Regions from separate parts of the Hordeum vulgare genome. Here region 1 is linked to region 2. A link is a contact called in public Hi-C data. All regions are on one chromosome and are shown on one strand. The core of a region is the stretch at or near the end of the contact, and the rest is flanking DNA. Distances in the headings are between cores, read along the strand shown.

Region 1 (3,405 bases), core at 360-2,859, 160 kb before region 2:
TGGTAGAGGTTCTCATACGCTCGACCCCTTGCTTCACTCACAACTCGCTTTGCGGCCTTCTTTGCCATCTTGTACTTCTCTACGTTGTCCACACTCCTATCGAGATATAGTCGTCTCAAACAATCTCTCTTCTCCTTAATTGCCTTTTGGACAATATCGTTCCACCATCAGGTATCTTTAGCTTCTCTTCTACTTCTCCTGGACATTCCAAACTCCTCTGAGGCCACCTTACGAATGCAAGTCGCCATCTTCATCCACATGTTTTTTTGCATCACCTCCTTCCTCCCAAGGCCCCTCCTTAATGACCCTCTGCTTAAACGCGCGAGCTACCTCCCCCTTGAGCTTCCACCATTTCGTTCTAGCGACTTCGGCACGCTGGACACGAATCCGAAAGCGGAAGTTAGCAACCAAAAGCTTATGCTGAGGGACAACACTCTCTCCAGTTATCACCTTACAGTCTAGGCATGCATGCCTGTCTTCTCTTCTCGAGAGAATGAAATCAATTTGACTAGACTGTTGCCCACTATTGTAAGTCACTAGATGTGATTCTCTCTTCTTAAAGAGGGTGTTAGCTATGATCATGTTGTAGGCTAGCGCAAATTTTAAGACGTTTTCTCCTTCTTGATTCCTGATGTCATAGCCAAATCCCCCATGTACCCCTTTAAAACTTGTGTTAGATGTGCCCACATGGCCATTGAGGTCTCCTCCTGTGAAGAGCCTCTCGCCAATCGGTACACTCCTAACCATATCCTTCAAGCCTTTCCAGAACTTCCTCTTGGTGTTCTCATTGTGGCCTACTTGCGGGCATACGCATTGATAACACTGAAAACTAAGTCCCCAACTACCATCTTGATGAGGATAATCCGGTCCCCACGTCTCTTGACGTCTACCACTTCATACTTGAGGCTCTTGCTGATCAAGATGCCTACTCCATTTGTGTTTGCAACCGTTTCCGTGTACCACAACTTGAAGCTGGTTCCCTCCACCTCCTTCGCCTTCTATCCCCTCCATTTGGTCTCTTGGACGCCCGAAGCTTACCTGCCAGAGACCCTATGGTCCAGCCACCTAAACGAATCCTTCTAGGCTCGGCTAGCTTGCTTATCCTTCGCACTCGTCAAGTCAAATGCGAAGACCCTTGCTCATTTTCCACTACACCCAGACGTCGATGTAGCGTGCCATTAAGGATGCGATGACCCGATCCTTGCTCACTTGCGACCGTATCCAGATCACGATACGGTGCGCCACCTGGGGGTGACGGCCCGACCCTTCCCCATTTTCCATCACACCCTGGTTCTGATGTTACGTCCCAACGAAAATCTTCTAGGTTTCATCTTCATAAGGGTGGCTGAATTTTGATGTTGCCTCGTCAAACCTATCACAATCCTCCTTCTTTATCCGGACTTAGGACCGGCTATGTCGAAACAACGTAGGCGGAGTTAAAATCATTTTCTTTAGGCACATCCACAAAAATCAATTGAGAAGTTGTGGACATTGTTCGCATGATGCTAGGGCCGACTTGCACGCTCGGCCCAAATAATATAATCTCGTTGGGCACAACGGGCCCTATCTCGTTTCCACACAAAATACGCTTTCGTGTGCCGAAAACGGGGAGGAATTTGCTTACCGTTTAATCGCTGTCGCCGAGGCGGCGGATTGCGCTTTGGCTACCTCCCCGATCTCTCTCTCCCATCTCCTTCCGTTTCCAAGCCAAGTCGCGAAGAGGCGGAGAAGCCGGCAGGCTACGCCGCCGCAAGGTCTAGCGCCTCGGGCAAGGGAGGGGGAGGGGGAGGGGGAGCAGGAGGAGGAGGTTGCCCGCCATGGGGATGAAATTTCTGAACAAGAAGGGGTGGCACACGGGGAGCCTCCGCAACGTGGAGAAGGTGTGGGTGGCGGAGCAGAAGGAGAAGGAAGAGCAGCACAAGATCGAGGAGTACAAGAAGCAGCTCAAGGAGGAGAGGGAGAAGGCTGAGTTCCGCGCCATCCAGGAACAGGCCGGATTCAAGCCGTAAGCATCCATCCCGCATCTCCCCCCAATCTATTCATTCGCCTTTTTAGCAGTAAATCTATCTAGGGTTTCGGGCGCGGGGAGATTCGCGGCCAGATTATTGCCTGGTGACGCTTCGGTTCAGATCGATGTGGTAGTTTAGGGGCTGCTTCGATTTGGCAGTCGAGTCACATGGGATTTAGGCGCATATTCGCAGGATCTGAAGTACGTAGTAAATTCCTATTCGATCTTGTGTAAGGTTACTGCTAGGGGATGCCTGTTTCACGGGCTAAGCTTTGCATTGAACCTGTTCATTTCGATTTGTCACGCAAAACTGTTGGGAAATTCCGAACTACTTTTCGTTTTTTGGGGAATTTTGCTGTCACTTGCTTATGTGTATGTGGTTTCATTGTTTGCAGGAGGCAGGAGAGGTTGGAATTCCTCTACGAGTCAGGCTTGGGCGTGGGCAAGGGGAGCTCGGATGGATTCCAAGCACTGCAGCAACCCGCCCCAGCGGCGGCAGCTGCGGCCTCCTCTTCTGCTCCAACGACTGCTGGCTCTTCCAAGGTATCTCCGTTGTTCCCCATCTCCCTGGTGATTCTACTCCATTGTTGTTCGTAGATTTGCACTTAGTTTGACCTATACAATTGTCAAAGAAATATCATTGTTGCTTATGTAGAATGTAGCCCTGATGTTCTAGTCCATTGTTCTTAGTGGAGTATGTTTATTTTTCTTTACTTTGGAATAGAGGTACTTGTTTGGTGGTTTCATATTGAATTATACCATATGTTCTCTTAGTACCTACGGCGTGTTTGGTTTAGAGAGAAGGCAAACTTGATTTCAAGGTTTTATCAAGACACCTATCATGCATCATCGCATAACTATATATGTATTGATTGATTTTGCAGTTGCAGCGCTTATTTTGTTCTTTCATGACGTTTTAGGACACTTCCCTGGGAGCTCTATTTGAGGAGAAGCCTCAATCTGCAAATGACACATGGAGAAAACTTCACTCTGATCCCCTACTCCTAATAAGGCAGCGGGAGCAGGATGCTATTGCAAGGATTAAAAATAATCCAATCAAGATGGCCGAGATAAAGAAATCAGTAAGTTCTCGGAATTGATTCTGTGCATCTGAATTAGAACTAAGCTAGTGAACTCATCCACACATAGCAGCCTATTGATGGTTTCTGATGATTTCATCTGAACTACACTCTCTGATACAATCTTATTTCTGTAGATGGAAGCAGAAAAAAAGCAGAAGGAAGAAAAGAAAGAGAGGAGAAAGCACAAAAAACATCGTCATCATAAGTCAAAGAGTAAGAGGCATCACTCGGCTGAAAATTCTGATTCGGATGACGTAAGTGATGGCAAGGACGAAGGGAGAAAGAAAGTTCCTTCTGCTCCCGAGCATAAGAGGG
Region 2 (3,804 bases), core at 100-2,599:
TTACTTGTACAGTTTTGAATTAGCCTGACCTGATAGCAGCATTGAGGCCAATGAAGACCATACCCTCCCATCCGTTTATATTCATGCTGAAAATTAAGGCACATATATTCTGTGAGGTAAATATAATTAAGCATTTATTCACGATAGTATCTTCAGTTAGTTCAGATTTTTTTTTAGTACAGTTAGTTCAGAATATTCGACAGAGAGAGAGTTGAGAATGTTATCAGGTTGTAATTTTCGTAGTAAGAGGTACCAGACGCCAAGCGAGTCGACGGCAATCTGCGCGTCCTGGAGGTCGCCGGTGAGGACGGTGATCATGCCGAGGTACCAAATCTCAAGGCAGAGCATGACGGCGGACTCAAGCGAGAGCTTGACGAAGGCCCACATGTCGTTGAATGCCGCCATGGACCAGCCCCTCCAGCCGTCCTTGCACCAGCCGATGATGTAGGCCGCCTGCCCCAGCGCGATGGCCCAGAGCGAGAGGTCGTAGGCGACGGCGGCGCCCGCGGAGCCCCATCCGAGGACGGTGACGAGGAGGTAGGTGACCGCGACGTGGAAGCAGAGGCCGCCGACGCCGATCCAGGCGAGCACGAGGACCTTGCTCTGCGCCTGGAGGAACTTGGCGGTGGGGAAGTTGACGGCGAAGGAGAAGGCGCCGGGGAGGATGTAGAGCGCGAAGCGGGCGGCCTCGCGCGCGACGGTGGCGTCCTGGCCGAGGGCGAGCAGCAGCGGCTCGGCGAAGACGTAGAAGGGCACCATGAGGATGGCGGCGGCTATGAGGACGATCCAGGAGCGCTGCAGGTAGACGCCGAGCATGGCCACCTGGCCGGCGCCGAACGCCTGCCCGCACAGCGTCTCCAGCGCGCTCCCCATGCCGAGCTGCGACGTATCGGCACCAGCAGACAGCGGTCAGTCTTAGTCGGCGATGGTATGCGGCGCGGTGCTGGGGGGGAGAGGAGGAGGCGGATAGTGGCGAGCGCACGTACTAGGAACCCGAGGGCGAAGGTGGCGAAGACGGAGAGGCCGATGGACGCGGCGGCGAGGGGCAGGTTGCCAAGGTGGCCGACGAAGATGGTGGTGACGGAGCTGACGGCGTACATGCTGAGCGTGGCGATGGCGATGGGCGTGCCGATGCCCCAGAGGCGCTTGGACTCCTCCCACACCATCCGCGCGGCCTCACCCACGGTGCTCACCTCCGCCGCGTCGTCGGCGACGGACCCCATCGCCCCCTCCTTCCTCGCTCGGCCGGGTTCGGTTTGGAGCACTGGGCGTGGGCGTGGGCGTGGGCGTGGGCTGGGCGCGTCCTCTGCCTCCGCGTCAGTGGTTGCGTCGGCCCTCGGCTATCTATCACTCTGATCGAGGAGTGAAGACCGACGGGTAGGTAGCAGCTGCGGCTGGAGGGCCTCGCCCTCGTGGCGTGTTTGTGTCCGTGAGATTTGACGCCTCGTCATCAGTTATGAATCCACGGGACTGGCGCCGCAATGTCCTTTTCTTTTCAAAAAACAAAAAGATGTTGATTATACCCAAAAAGAAGATATTTTTTGTTGTCACGTTGACTATTTTTACATAGTACCTCCGTCTTTGTTTATACTATCAAATCTTGATCATAAATTTAACTACTAAGATATGAATGCGTGTCATTAAAAATCATATCTTTAATTCGTATTTCTACATAAAAGTTTTAGTGATACTAGCAAAAGAGTCCGTGCGTTGTAACGAAAGAGAAAATAACACACGCTCTGAACGCAATATATTTTTACATGACATCACATTTGTATTGCAGACAATGACATCAGTGCTCACACAACGAAAACGCGTTTGAATGTACAGTCACTCGGAATAAGATGAGAAATATGTTATTTCTCCACGAGGTTTTCCAAAGATGTGCATGTGTGGTTGACGATATTTTCTTTCCTCTCAATTTGGTTTTAATTTAATGGATGTTTATTGCAATTCGTATCGTCGTCGAAAAGAGGAAAAAAAGGACCGTGCACTACAGATTAAGTTTGCATCCAAAATAATATTTAAGAAGTATTCAACAGCTAAAAATAACATCCTATTTAGATTCTACACATTTTTAATCAAATTTCATATATAACATGTTAAAATCGGAGTTACGGTTTAAAAGATATGGATAATTTTGTTTTAGATAAAATGTGGATTGATTAACTGAAAAGTCAGGTTTTTTTGTTAAAACGGAAAAAACGCTTCGGCTGGCTTAAATACGGAGTGCGGGTTGATTACGTGAAACATCAGAGAGTTTTCTGAAAAATGCAAAAAAAACCCGGTTCGGGTGTGACTAAAAGATGGACTGCGGGTTAATTATTTAAAAAGACAGGGACTTTCTGCAAAATAGCCACGACGGACGACTGAAGCCTTCGATGCTTTATTATTAGGGAGAGATTACTTTTCATGACATGCATTGACATTTTGTTTGTTAAATTTAAAGTCAAAATGACGCAAAATACGAAGGAGCCAATAAACTAGGACAGAGTTAATAATAACTCTTGCATTACAACTTGCAAGTCTTAGGGCATCTCCAACAATGACCCTCAAATCACGTGCATACGTTTGCATATGTCCGAACTTCTCCCGCAAACTGGAACCAACCCGGGGGTGCGGGGTGGGGGCTTTACGAGACTTTGGATACTCTTACATGATTACAACCATGGCCCACCCAAAAGGAAGGCGGAGTCCGCGCTTTTGTATCACCCGCACTATTTTTGCGTCAAAATCCCCCACTCTATTTTTCCATCTTGCCGCTCTCCAAGCAATTCTCACCCAATTCTCTCACTTTCTTCCCCGTTCCCGCCGCTGACGCATGAAATCGGACGAGGACCTACCGGACAAGGAGGTGGTGGTGGAGGTGCAGGAGGATCTCCGCACCACCCTTGCCCGGAAGATTAACTCGGCGATGCGAGAAACTCGTCGCGTCAAAGTGAAGGTCATAAAGGAGGAGAAGATCAAGAAGTGGAAGGCTAGCGATGGACGTGTGGACGACGGCACGGTGGGCATGCTGGTTGCCGACATGGTGGACTTCATGCCCGGGTCGCGAAGCCCTGATGGTTACGCCCACCATCCAGACGTCATCATGGCCGGAACATTACAAGTCTCCGTACTACTACACCGCCCAACAGCTCGGTAGGCAGTCTGCAACAACCACGAGCGGGCTAGTGGCTTACATCATCGATGTAAACGCGGCGTCGCTCCTCTTCTCATAGTCTTCCTCGATGCAGCTCATCTGAGCGCGTGCGGGGAGCACATTGGTGCCCGCACGATGTTCGCTACTATGCGTGAAGCGGGAGAGAAGGTGTACGATGACGCATACATAGAGATGTTCGACATCATCCATGATGGAGGTGGAGGAGGATGTGGTTATAAGGACAAGTAGGTGGAAGACTCGGATCCCACCCGGTCCAACAATTACACCCACATAAAGCAGGGCTACACCTAGACCGTCACACAACAATCCTACATCCAGACCGACATGGGCACACAACAACAGGATTGGGCCGCCACACAAGCAGAGGAGGAGGAGGACGGCGAGGACGATGATCGGGATGATTTTTCTACTGATCCAACAAAGAAGGGTCGAGAAGAAAGCTTCAACATGCGAGGGCACTAGTAGAAAAGAGGGCTTTGGTCCAGGTCCTGAAATCCTATTAGTCCCGGTTCACATACGAACCGGGACCAGTCCTGAAATCCTATTAGTCCCGGTTCACATACAAACCGGGACCTATGGTGAAATTGGTCCCGGTTCGTGAGGCCAGGGCACCGGCCGGGCATCGTGGGACATTGGTCCTG

The links. Hi-C and Micro-C count contacts between places; a contact is called where the count stands out from the background.
Region 1: a Hi-C map of leaf shows a contact between it and region 2, with 3 times the contacts expected there. The contact joins the promoter of LOC123407172 here to the promoter of LOC123410834 in region 2. A contact is called at or near these places in 1 of 6 Hi-C or Micro-C datasets (leaf) and 1 of 1 datasets of contacts at active chromatin or transcription factors (embryo).

Annotation. Positions count from the first base shown.
Region 1 is chr7H:164,656,033-164,659,437 of MorexV3_pseudomolecules_assembly, reverse strand. It overlaps LOC123407172 (pre-mRNA-splicing factor CWC25 homolog), which reads left to right and starts at 1,609. Exons shown (of 4, transcript XM_045100249.1): 1 at 1,609-2,005; 2 at 2,404-2,551; 3 at 2,929-3,090; 4 at 3,225-3,405. The coding sequence starts at 1,818.
Region 2 is chr7H:164,493,529-164,497,332 of MorexV3_pseudomolecules_assembly, reverse strand. It overlaps LOC123410834 (protein DETOXIFICATION 35-like), which reads right to left and starts at 1,349. Exons shown (of 7, transcript XM_045103774.1): 1 at 987-1,349; 2 at 254-879; 3 at 30-86. The coding sequence starts at 1,223.